Regions from separate parts of the Cricetulus griseus genome. Here region 2 is linked to region 1. Evidence: chromatin contacts called from public Hi-C data. All regions are on one chromosome and are shown on one strand. The core of a region is the stretch at or near the end of the contact, and the rest is flanking DNA. Distances in the headings are between cores, read along the strand shown. Region 1 overlaps Hebp1 (heme-binding protein 1). Region 2 has its middle 16 kb from the start of Ddx47.

What was found. Hi-C and Micro-C count contacts between places; a contact is called where the count stands out from the background.
Region 2: a contact with region 1 is called in a Hi-C map of fibroblasts, with 3 times the contacts expected there. The contact joins two enhancer-like sites. A contact is called at or near these places in 2 of 8 Hi-C or Micro-C datasets (the CHO-K1 cell line and fibroblasts).

What each region holds. Positions count from the first base shown.
Region 1 is chr8:13,816,566-13,822,170 of CriGri-PICRH-1.0, reverse strand. It overlaps Hebp1 (heme-binding protein 1), which reads right to left. Exons shown (of 4, transcript XM_027429895.2): 4 at 2,723-3,261. The coding sequence ends at 3,087. Among named protein-coding and RNA genes, the nearest start is that of Gprc5d, 20 kb to the left of the region's middle. Within about 2 kb of position 2,125, at least 3 of the 6 cell types and tissues checked have open chromatin away from gene starts, as enhancers often do. A contact at or near this core is called in the CHO-K1 cell line and fibroblasts, where this site is marked.
Region 2 is chr8:13,928,340-13,933,944 of CriGri-PICRH-1.0, reverse strand. No RefSeq gene overlaps it. Among named protein-coding and RNA genes, the nearest start is that of Ddx47, 16 kb to the left of the region's middle. Within about 2 kb of position 2,819, at least 2 of the 6 cell types and tissues checked have open chromatin away from gene starts, as enhancers often do. A contact at or near this core is called in the CHO-K1 cell line and fibroblasts, where this site is marked.

The sequences.
Region 1 (5,605 bases), core at 876-3,375:
CCTCCTCCTCCCCTCCACTGTGACTGTGCTCCCCAGTTCCGGCTTTCCTAAGGGAGGGAGAAGAGCTAGGTGAAGAGGGACTAGGGGTGGAGGTGGAGAAACCTGAGATCTGAGATCTGACCTCATCCACCTCACAGCTCTCCAACCTTCTCTTACTTGCCCCAGGCACAATGCTCCCTCCCTGCCTCCCTCCCTGCCTCCCTGCCTCCCTCCTTCTCCCCCTCCCTCCTTCCCTCCCTTCCTCCCTCAGCCTGAAGTCATTGCTGATTGTCCTCCCAAAGCCATTCTGAATACTTGTCTCATATGCCTCTGACTTTCCCAGCTACAAGGACACACGCTCCCCAAGTTGCTCACCTCCCCAAGTTGCTCACACTCCCCAAGTTGCACACACTCCCCAAGTTGCTCACACACCTTGCAGCTTAAGTTGGCCTTGCCAGCTAGTGGAACTCTGCTGTGGGAACTCTGGAAAATGTTCTTGTTTTCTCACACAATGAGACTTCCGGTGCAGCAAGTGCAGCTTCCTCTCCTTGGGCCTTTTCTGCCATCTTGCAACCCTGAGACAAAAAGCAAGTCCCTGCCATTCAATCCAATCTACGTGTGTATTTCCTGCTGTGGGAGAAAAGAAAACTTCACCAGTTTCTTCTAACACTTACTGTTCCTAAATTATATCTCGGTTGTGGGGGGTGGAATAGGGTAATTTAGAGACAGGGGCATTCCGGGCCTTTTTGAAAAGGTAGGGGGTCAAGGTACCATCAATGGGACGGTGAGACCCAGCCACCAGAAAAGGTGACAAAGGACTTGCTGTCACTCAGGCTGGACTGTAGTGAGGAAGAGACTAGAGACTGGGGAAGTAGAGATCAAGCCACACAGGGCTGTGCAGGTCACAGACACTTTCGGTTGTCTTAGTACAGTGAGAGGGGCTTGTGTTTATTCCCTTAGCAATGAAGCTGGCCTTCCTGACTCAGCCACGCACTCCTGCTTATATTTTCTGCACTGTGGACGGAAATTTTCTTCTAAAATATGATGGGGTCACATTCCCCATTAATGCCACATGAGAACTTTTAATTTTGCTTAGGACAAAATCCAAACAGGGGCAGGAGAGGTGGCTTAGTGGTTAAAAGTACTTGCTGCTCAGTCATGAGGATTCCTGCACCATCTTTAGGCCTCTGTGTACACACACACACACACACACACACACACACACACACCATACATATATAAAATTCCCACCTTCCTGACTGAAAAGTTTCCACACCCCGATAAACCTCTCCACTGATGCAGCAATCCAAATCAGACCAAATCAAACCTAGTTAGAAAAAGCCCACGTTTAATGGATACAAAGCTCCCGGATGGCCTTCCAGCCACCCAGGAGGAGACAGGAAAGGGAGACCAGAAACACCGTGAGTCTGTTCTCTGGGGCACAGTTTAAATCCCCTGTGGGAGTGGTCTTGAGCATCTCTGGGGGAGGGGCCCATCATTTGGCGGGCTTTCTGAGATGCAGCAGGGTTTGGAGGGAGATGGGGGGACTTGTGTGAACTTCCACCATAACATTCCAGACTCTTTGGGTGTATGGATGCCAGGGGCTGGGGTGAAGCTTCCACCTTAAAACTGACATGACCTAAGGGCCCTGTACCACCCTTCTCTTCGTCTGTGTGACAGGTTCTGTTCTGCCCGTGGGCCTTACCTCCTCATCTGTGTGAGAGTCACGACACCACCCTTAATACAGAGTGGGTGTGTGAAGTGAGCATCAGAGTACATGCACAGTGCACGAGGCCGTCAAGGCTGCAGTCCAGAAGCGACCCGGAAGGCCTCCAGCAAGCATGTCATCATCTGTTGTCTCTCCTTACTTCCCACTTGTGCCCACCTATCTATTTCTTTCCCTGCTAAGCCCTGCACAAAGCCCCTGCTGTTCCCATAGTAACCCCAAACCCTGACAGGGGCCCCCTGACTCTCTCCTGGGTGATCTTTACAGTTGTCTAAGTTAGAGCTGCACCTCTCCATCCCGAAGCTCCCGCCTTGCCTAACCCACAGCCTGCTCCAGCTCAGCTGCTTTCCCCACTTCCCGCCCATAGCCTCCTCCCTCTCCCTCCCTCTCCACAGGCCAAACTACTCATCTTTCATTCCTGTCTTGTTCAGTTAAGGAAACTGGACTAGAGCCTTTTCTGAGCTCATCTCATCGCACTGAATAAATCCTCCTGGTGAAATTTCCTGCCCCCAGGGCTGGTTGTGTGTGGGAGTGTGATTTTCTTCCCATCTGCTTTTGTAAACTTCTGCAAACCCCTGAGGACCACAGCTGCAAACCCGATCCTCAGCTATTGTTCACAGATGTGCTGCCTGGAAGCCCTGGTAAACATCCACTCAGAGATTGCCTCTTTCTCTGGGACCCCCGGAGGATGCTCTGCAGATCCCTAAATACAGTGGACGCCATCAACAGTGCTCTGTTAAGACTGTGGACCTTGTGACTGGAGAGGTGGCTCAGTGGTGCTTGTTGCTCTTCCAGAGGACTGGAGTTCAGTTCCCAGCAGTCAAGTCTGGTGGCTCCCAGTCTCCGGTAACGCCAGCTCCATTGGGCCTTCTTACGGGATCTGAGGACACCAGCACGCGCACGCGCACACACACACACACACACACACACACACACAAGCACGCACTCGCGCACACACACAAATAAATATTTTTTTAAGGGACTATAGAACCCAGGAAATAATTAGAATTGTCTCTGCTGCTTATGTCAAAGATTTGTATTTTTGGTTTCTCCCTAGACAAAGTTCTTAGAAGAATTACAGATGAAAAGCTCATGCATAAATCACATGTTCCCTCACTAACAAAAATACAAACTAGATCATTTTTAAAAATCAGTTTCCAGTGACCCAGATGGCAGAGAGAATCCTGCTGGGAATTTCCTGATCTGCCACAGAATTTTAAAACTCAACAAGAATGACGCTGCCAATCTCGGCTCGTTTTAGAAAGCCGGCAGTGAGGGGTTTTGAAGGAAAGTTGGAACTGGAGAAGCACTGCTCCCTCCTGACCCCAAGACAGGGGACACAGTGGCACACTTCCAGGGCGTTCTCAGTTCAGTGAATGACTCATGTCTTCACGAGCCAGACCTCATTGCGACGTCCATAGGGCTTCATGGGAGGGTCATAGCCGGTACAGTAGTAGAGGTCACCCTGGTAGGTGGCTGTTGTGCCCTCCAGGGCAGTACGTAGCTGGGTGGCGTGAGCGATGTAGTCTGCTTCCTTGGCATAACCACTGAATTGCCTGAACATAGAAGAGCAAGAGCTGGTAAGAAAGGACATGATCTTGCAGGGAAGGCAAGTCTTTTAGGGAGAAGGCAAGACCATGGGTAGGATAAGCATGCCACAGAGGTGAGACAGGGGTGGGGTGGGTGAGTGGGCGTGGGGTCCCATTCATCTCCTCTGTAAACAAGCAAAGATTGCTGTTCTTCCACTTATGAGTGTTGCATGCAACATGGCAACTAAAAAACCGTAACTCGAAGAACCAGGTGCAGCTAAATACGAGCGCTCCTTATGGGAGGCTGACTGTCCCAGGGCCTGTCACCCTTTTCTCTGGCTCCCTCTGCTGCCTCAGCCTGTCTGTCACCAGCAGGAAGGGAGAGCCATGGTGGCCTTGTCATGGTGGGGGTAGCAGCTGTATGTCTTCTAAGCAGACAGCTGTCACAACTGAGCACATCCTAACAGGGACACATGGTGGCTTCATTAGATCAGAGCTGACCAAAGCTGGGACCCAAGGATGTCTTGACAGGGACCCCACGCAAGCAAGCTGCACATGCTTTCCCCACGAAGAAGCCTCTTCTGACCACCCTCGTCTTTGCAAAGCTAGGGAAACCTTCTTTTCCTAGGAAGTAAGGACTCCTCACAGACTGGGTGACAGAAATGGGGACTAGAGAAGATGTCCCTTTCCAGGTTAGACCCTTCCTTGTGTCATCGCCTCCACAGCAAAACATCCTGCAGCCAGCTCTAAATATACCACTCTACATCTGGGCTACACTAACCTCTTTATTAGAGTCAGATACACCCGCATTGCTAATGGGCTTTGTGACTCAAAAATCTGACTTCGAACCAGGCCAAGACGAGGCCAAATAATACTTTATTTTTGGTGGAGTTCTTTGAATCATGCTTGGCTCTTTTATGAGCGGTTAGTCACGCTCAGCAAGCAAGCATTCAGCCTGGTGATTACAGGGTCACCCAGGACTTCATCTGTGAGGGTTTGCTCATCCTAATGTCCAAACAACAGCCAAAGAACATTGGAGATGAAACCAATTTCAATTGAATGCAACGTGGTTCACGCAAGCTGACGGAAGGGCAGAAAGCAGATGAAGACAGCTGAGATCTGCTTCACTGAGCCTCACTGGGGAAGAAATTGGATTAGCAGACAGAAGATAAGATTCAAGGGCTTTTCTAGCAATAAAGGCCCGTGAGACACTGGAGTTTTGTAATGTCTGTGTTTGGGAATTGCCTGTGTGAAAAAAATAAAAGAGGATCTAGCAATGGGAACATTGTGTGGTAGGCTTCCCACAGCCTCTACTTATGCCTTGATATGAAACTGCTCTGTGAAAACAGATGAATTCATGCCCTCCCAACTACCAATTTTGGGTGGTCTGGCAAGGTGACGTAGAGGTTAAGAGCACCTTTTGATCTTGAGAGGACCTGAGTTAAGTTCCCAGCACCCGCATAGCAACTCACAGCTTCCTGTAACTCCAGCTCTAGGAGATCCTATGCCCAAAGTCACAAAACTACACACAGCCATGCTTAATTAAATGTAAAATAAAATCGTAAAAACAAAAATCAAAACCAAAGGGTTGCCTTTGAAGGGTCCAGAAGTATTGTTCTTAATTGCAAAATAGCTGCGTGCACGCTCCAGTCCTAGGGTGCACGCCCCAGTCGGCCCTGCCACTTTACAGCTCCCAGTCAAGGTCAAGTTCTTTAGTATCTTGAATGTTTGAGTCCTTTGTTAAGTAAGGATGATGATAGCGCCAATCTTGAGAGTCAACTGGAGAAATTAAGGGAGAAAAGACTTCAGACTGCCTAGGGGAAGTGCCAGTAGTTAGGTACCACTGTGACAGTTGTCCCTTGCTGTCTATGAGGTATTCTAGGTCCATGCAAAAATACTAAAATCTGCAGCTACTCAAGTCACTTATGCAAAAGGTACAGTATCTGGATATGTCCCCATGTCATCTTCTCATATACTTTATCTATCTATTTATTTACTGTGTGTGTGTGTGTGTGTGTGTGTGTGTGTGTGTGTGTGTTTGTGTGTGTGTGTGTGCGCGTGCGCGCGCGCATGTGCTTCGCATGGTGCCACGGTGTGTGGGGGCTGAGAACAACTTGTCCAGGTTGCTTCTTTCTTTTCACAGTGTGGATCCCCGGGATTAAACTCATCAGCTTTGACAGTCAACACCTTTACCATCGGAACCACCTCAAAAGCCCTCACGTAGCACTTCCTAGCTTAGTATCTGAATGTCTGTCTGTCATGAGTATCTGAATGTCTGTCACCATGCGACAGCTAACTTTTGTTAACTTGACTGAATTTGAATCAACCAGGGGACACCCCTTAGGGTGTGTGTGTGTCAGAATGTTTCTAG
Region 2 (5,605 bases), core at 1,570-4,069, 110 kb before region 1:
ACTGGCCCTGGGAACTGTGGTCAAGAATGTGGGTTCTTGGACATCAGAAATCCCTTTTTAAGCTGCTGGTTTATGAACTCTGAGGGCTTTTACACACTACCATTACAATTGTATGCCACACCTGACTGTTTATGACTTCTGGGAGTTGAACTCAGGTTTTTGTGTTTTCAAAGCAAGCCCTTCACTAACAGCTATCTCCCTAGCTCTGAAAGGGGTTCCTTTACACTGCAAACGTACCCTAGGAGCAGTGCATTCGTAGTAAACTGAAATTCAGCACGTAGCTTTTGTTTAGTTTGCTCTTAATTTCCTAAGTTCTTTTTGTGTTTAGCTGGGGTCTCGTGTGTCCCATGCTGGCCTCCAGCTCATTATGTAGCTGAGGATAACCTTGAACTAACTCCTGATCCTCTTATCTCTATCTCTGAGTGCTGAGACTGTAGACGTGTGCCTCTCTGCCTGGTTTATGTGATGATGCTGGAGATCAAACCCAGGGATCTGTGTCTACTAGGTTAGGACTCTACCAACGGAGTGTCAGCCCCATGCTTTGCATTTCATCCAGGTTCATTTGAGTGAAGGATAAGTTAGAGGAGTCAGACAATTGGGGGGGGGGGCAAGTAATGAGAGGGCCATACTTGGGAGGAGTTGGAGGAACTGTTGTGGGTCAGGCACCTCTTGGAGCTAATTTTCTACATGTCAAATTTTACTGATAGGCTTCTTCAGGGCACCTCTGGTGGCATCAACAGATGGCTGTTGTTGTTTTCACTCTGTGGAGGACTTTAGAAGCAAATTAATGTTGAATTGGTTTATGACTGGGAGGCGGGGGAGGCATATAGTAGAGAAATCTTAGAGTTATTCTGGCCTGAACTTTTCTACTAGGCAGTGGTCCAAGGGACTAAGGGATATGTATATTTTTGGAGAGACTTTTTAAAGAGTGATCAAGGAAGATACCAGACATTGACCTCTGGCTTATGAGCACACAGGCACACACAGGAGAACAAGTGCACACCACATACACACAAAACCTGTGCCAGGCTTGGAAGTATAGTTCCATGGTAGTTCTTACTATGAAGGGCAAAGATGCAAATCATGTTTATTTCTCAGTCTTTCAAAAATGCAATGAACATCTCAGAATTGTCTGTCCCCTCATAGACATCTGGATTAGAGCCAGAGGGCTTCCCAGGTAGCTTCCTGCCTGGGAGCTCTCTACTGCCTATCAGACTCCATCTAGCAAGTACCCCAAAGCTCTGGGAAATGCACCAGAAAGAACCGGAGGATGTCATGTTGGTGACAGAAAACAAAGGAACCCACCTTATCAGAGCAGGTAACAAAGCATGAAGAAGGTGTGTCCTCAAGAAGAAATTAAGAGAATGGACTACAGCCGTTCTAATCCAGAGCTCTTGGGGTGAAACCTGGCCTTGAGGCAGATAATAAAAAGGGTTGTGAGTCACTTGGCCTGGAATGACAAGAGACAGTCCTGGCACTGGAGACTCAAGGGTGGCCCACACCTACATTCCTCTTCGTGCCTCACCTGTCTCAAGAATGCACTAAAACTACAGCTAAAAATAAATGCAGAAACTGGAGGTCTGGGAAGTATCGCCAAACAGTCACACCTCAGAGTCAAGAGCTGATCTGTGCCAAGATTGAAGGCAGGCAGAGAATGGGCTCAGCCAAAGGCCACAGTCTCCAGGGCCCCAATGTCTGTTGATACTGTTGGAGTTGTCTTAGTTCATACTGTTGTGTGAAGAGACACCATGACCAAGGCTACTTAGGAAAGGAAGCATTTACTGGGGGCTTGCTTACAGTTTCAGGGCGTTAGTCCATGATCAGCATAGCAGCAGGCAGGCATGGGCGCTGGAGCAGTAGCTGAGAGCTTCTAGCTGATCCACAGCAGGAGGCAGAGTGAGGGAGACTTGGACTCCTTTGCTCAGGCTTTTGAAACCTCAAAGCCCACCCCCAGTGACACTTCTCTTCCAACAAGGCCACACCTCCTAATCCTTCCTATACAGTCCAACAATTGGAAAACAAATATTCAAATATATGAGCCTGTGGGGACCATTCCTATTCAAACCACCACAGAGTTTTGTCTGCTTGTAGCCTTCTGTTCACTTGATAACTAGACTTCCAGCTCTTAGGAGGAGGAAACAGGAAGCCCAGTTCAAGGCCAAGGTCAGCTGCATAGGAGTTTGAGGCCGGCCTGGGCTACGTGAGGCTCCCATCTTAAAAATAAAAATAAAAATAAAAAAATAAGCCAGTGAAGTGGTACAGCAGGTAAAGAGGACCAGTTTGATCACAGAACTCAAATGATGGAGAGAACTGACTTTCACAGATTATCCTGTGACCCCCACACGCATTGAATGCCACCCCACCTCCAATAAATAAATATATACAAAAATTAGATTACAATATCCAACCTAAACATACACACACACACACGCACACGCACACACACGCACACGCACACACACACACACACACACACACACACAGCAAAACAAATTTGATTCCAAGTCTCAGTCTTTATACTAAGTGCATGATATGAATATGTATCGTTTATATATACTATCCCACATCACACACTCAGTGAACATTTACAGAACAAAAGGAACCAGCCACCACCGGCAGTATCGCCTTTCTTAGATGTGCTCCACATAACAAATGAGTATTACGCCAATAAGCTTTCAGTTGCCAATTTAGTTTCCAATTGGCCACAAGAAAAAGAGAATAAAAAAAAGGACATTTCCATTTTCACCAGTAGATGGCAGGGGTAGGAAAGCGCTCTGTCACTTCCTCAGTGGGGGAAAAGTTGGAGCGTATGATTAATAGTGAGCCGTAACCGAGGTGCCGTGCAGGACAGAAGGGCACGCAGTGTACTTTGTGTGGCCAGCAGTGACTAAGGGGTAGTAATCAGGGTGGTATGGGAACTACCTGCAGCGTCTGAAGGGTGCCACCCTTCCACAGGGCTGCCAGGGCTCTGAGAGTTACTTGCTGGTAGAGAGCTTGATTTCTATGTGCACAAGACAGGGCTCTGCTCTACTAGCTGGCGGGTCTGTGCCAGCTCTCCTTCTATTTAAAGTCTGCGCTTCCTTCTGGAGTTTGATAAATCACCAACCCCTTATTTCCCAGGCTACAGACTGGCATCTCCTTCCCAATGCACATTGCTTCTGCGAGTAAGTTGCTCAGTGTCTGGATCCCCTTGCACTGTATCCCTCTACCTGGCTGCATCTTCATCTAGTAGGCCAGTCCATAGTTTTTACTCCCTGTGAAATAAGGGTGGCGCTAGGTAGCTGGCGAGTATCTTACTCTTTTTGTCTTTGGCGCAAAGTGACATGAAATTGTCCTCCATCAGAAAGAACCATAGCAGAGGTCAGGTGTGGTGGTCAACGCTTTTGGGTGGTGGGGCCAAGGGCATAGCTCAGTGGCAAAAGATGTGTTTGCATGCGTGTAGCTCTGGGTTCTATTCCTGGCATTAAATAGAAAATGAGGGGTCAGGGGGTTGGCTCAATTGCTGAATGCTTGCTGCGATGCAGGCATGAGGACCTGAGTTCACATCTCCAGCACTTAAAAAGCTGGTAGGGCAGCGTGCCCCTGTGACCGCAGCACTCGGGAAGGGATGCTGCAAATCTGCAGGACTCCCTGGCCAGCCATCCAGTGAATTGGTGAACTCAGTTCAATGAGAGGCTCCATCTCAACAAATACGGTTGTGTTGTGAGCCCGTGGGGTGGCTCAAGGGGTTAAGGCACTTTCTGGCAAGCCTGGCCATCTGAGCTTGGTCCCTGGGACCTATATGATGGGAGGAGAGAATAAGTGGAGAGCAATCAAGGAAGACACCAGGTGCTTACCTCTGACTTCCACAAACATGTGCGCGCGCGCACACACACACACACACACACACACACACACACACACACACACACACACACGTGAGCCCTTCTCCATGTATATGCGTGCACACACACACACACAGAGGGGAAATGGAGGGGGAGAGAGGGAAGGAAAAGAGGAGAGGGGGAGAAGGAGAGGAAGTGGGGGGAGAGAGAATTCTGCCTGCCACACTTGAATGCTGGCTCTTTCCCACCATTCTTTGGTGACTCCAGTTCATTATCTGACATCTCAGAAACTCCCTAGCCCCAGCTATTAAACCCAGTGCTACCTTCCAGGCAACAGCCCCCTTGTGATTTTCAGGTGAGTCAAGAGAGCAGAGACCATGACAAGTTTTCTGGGTTGCCACATTTTCCTTTGTTCAGCTGTCAGAGTTGTTTTAAACAAGTGAGCCTGCTGTGTCCTCCATTGTCTCCCTTACTGGGGGTGGGGGTGGGGTTGATTCAGTTTCTGAGGTAACTTCTGAAAAGCTTGTTTGTGATATTTGATAGCTGCATCCTGGTCCTCTTTTATTCTGTGTCTACCTCTTTAAATTTGTCCAAGGAGGTTCAAGAATTTGGTAGGGAGCTGAGATTTGCCTGTGATGGTGCCGAGCCAAGACTGCTTGCTGTTTGCACTTTGTTGGCCATGGTGGATTTCAGAGGGCTGGGGGTAACGCAGCCTTGTAATCCCAGTACTCAGAAGATTGAGGCAGGAGGATTGCCGAGTGTGTAGCCCAGGCTAGCTTGCATGGAAGGTCCAAAAAGAAAGAGGATTGGCTGGTGATATGGCTGGGAGGGGGGAGGCACTTGCCGCCATGCCTGGCAAACTGAGTTTCATTACAGGGACCCACATGGCGGAAGGAGGGAACTGAGTGTGCTAGTGTTAGACCCTCAGAAAGCTGAGGCTTCCAGAATCTTAGCCCAGGACGGCGGCCACCCCAAACACAGAATGGAGGCGAAAGCTTGATGCAAACTGCATGAGGCTTTATTGTAGTTTTACGAGCTAACCCCATGTTAGCTCGGGTCTTTCACCCACCCGCCATGGCAGACGGCTAGAAAAAGACGGCTCCTTGGGTCTCCCAAAAGATCTTATAGGGCAGCGTAAGGGGAGTGTCTAGGGGTACGCACAGGCTCACGATTGGTGTGCCTCCAGGCTTGGAGGACTTGCCCTGTGTTGATTGGTCAACTGGTTGTTATGGCTCATAGGCCCTCCCAGGGCGGTTGCTATGCTCTCTACGTCATTGCTGTGCGCTTGTCCGTAAAGCACACCCAGAGCCATAAAGCATAGCGTCACCAGCTAACTTCTGATTGGTTCCTTGTCACGAGACAGGCATCTGACTTTCTAGTGTCTAGGTCAAGGTCATAGAAGCACATGTTCGACCATTATGGCTGCCAAAAGGGAAGCCGGTTCCTTCACTAGTTGTCCTCCGACCTCCACCTGCGTGCCTTGATAATAAGTGGGCATGAGCACACGGAAATAAGTAATAAATAAGTAAATAATTCTTTTGAAGAGGTGAAAAAGAAATTGGTTTGAAATTTGGTGTCTACCACCATATTCTCAAGAAATATTACATGAAACCTGAATTTTAGACAAAGATGGTGTTGATCAACAGAGTCTGCTCAGTTTTCCTAAAGGAAAATATATACAACACACACACACACACACACACACACACGTGTATATATATATTTACACATTTGTGTGTGTTTTACCATGTGCCCACAAGCTCCAGCTGTTTAAAGAGAGG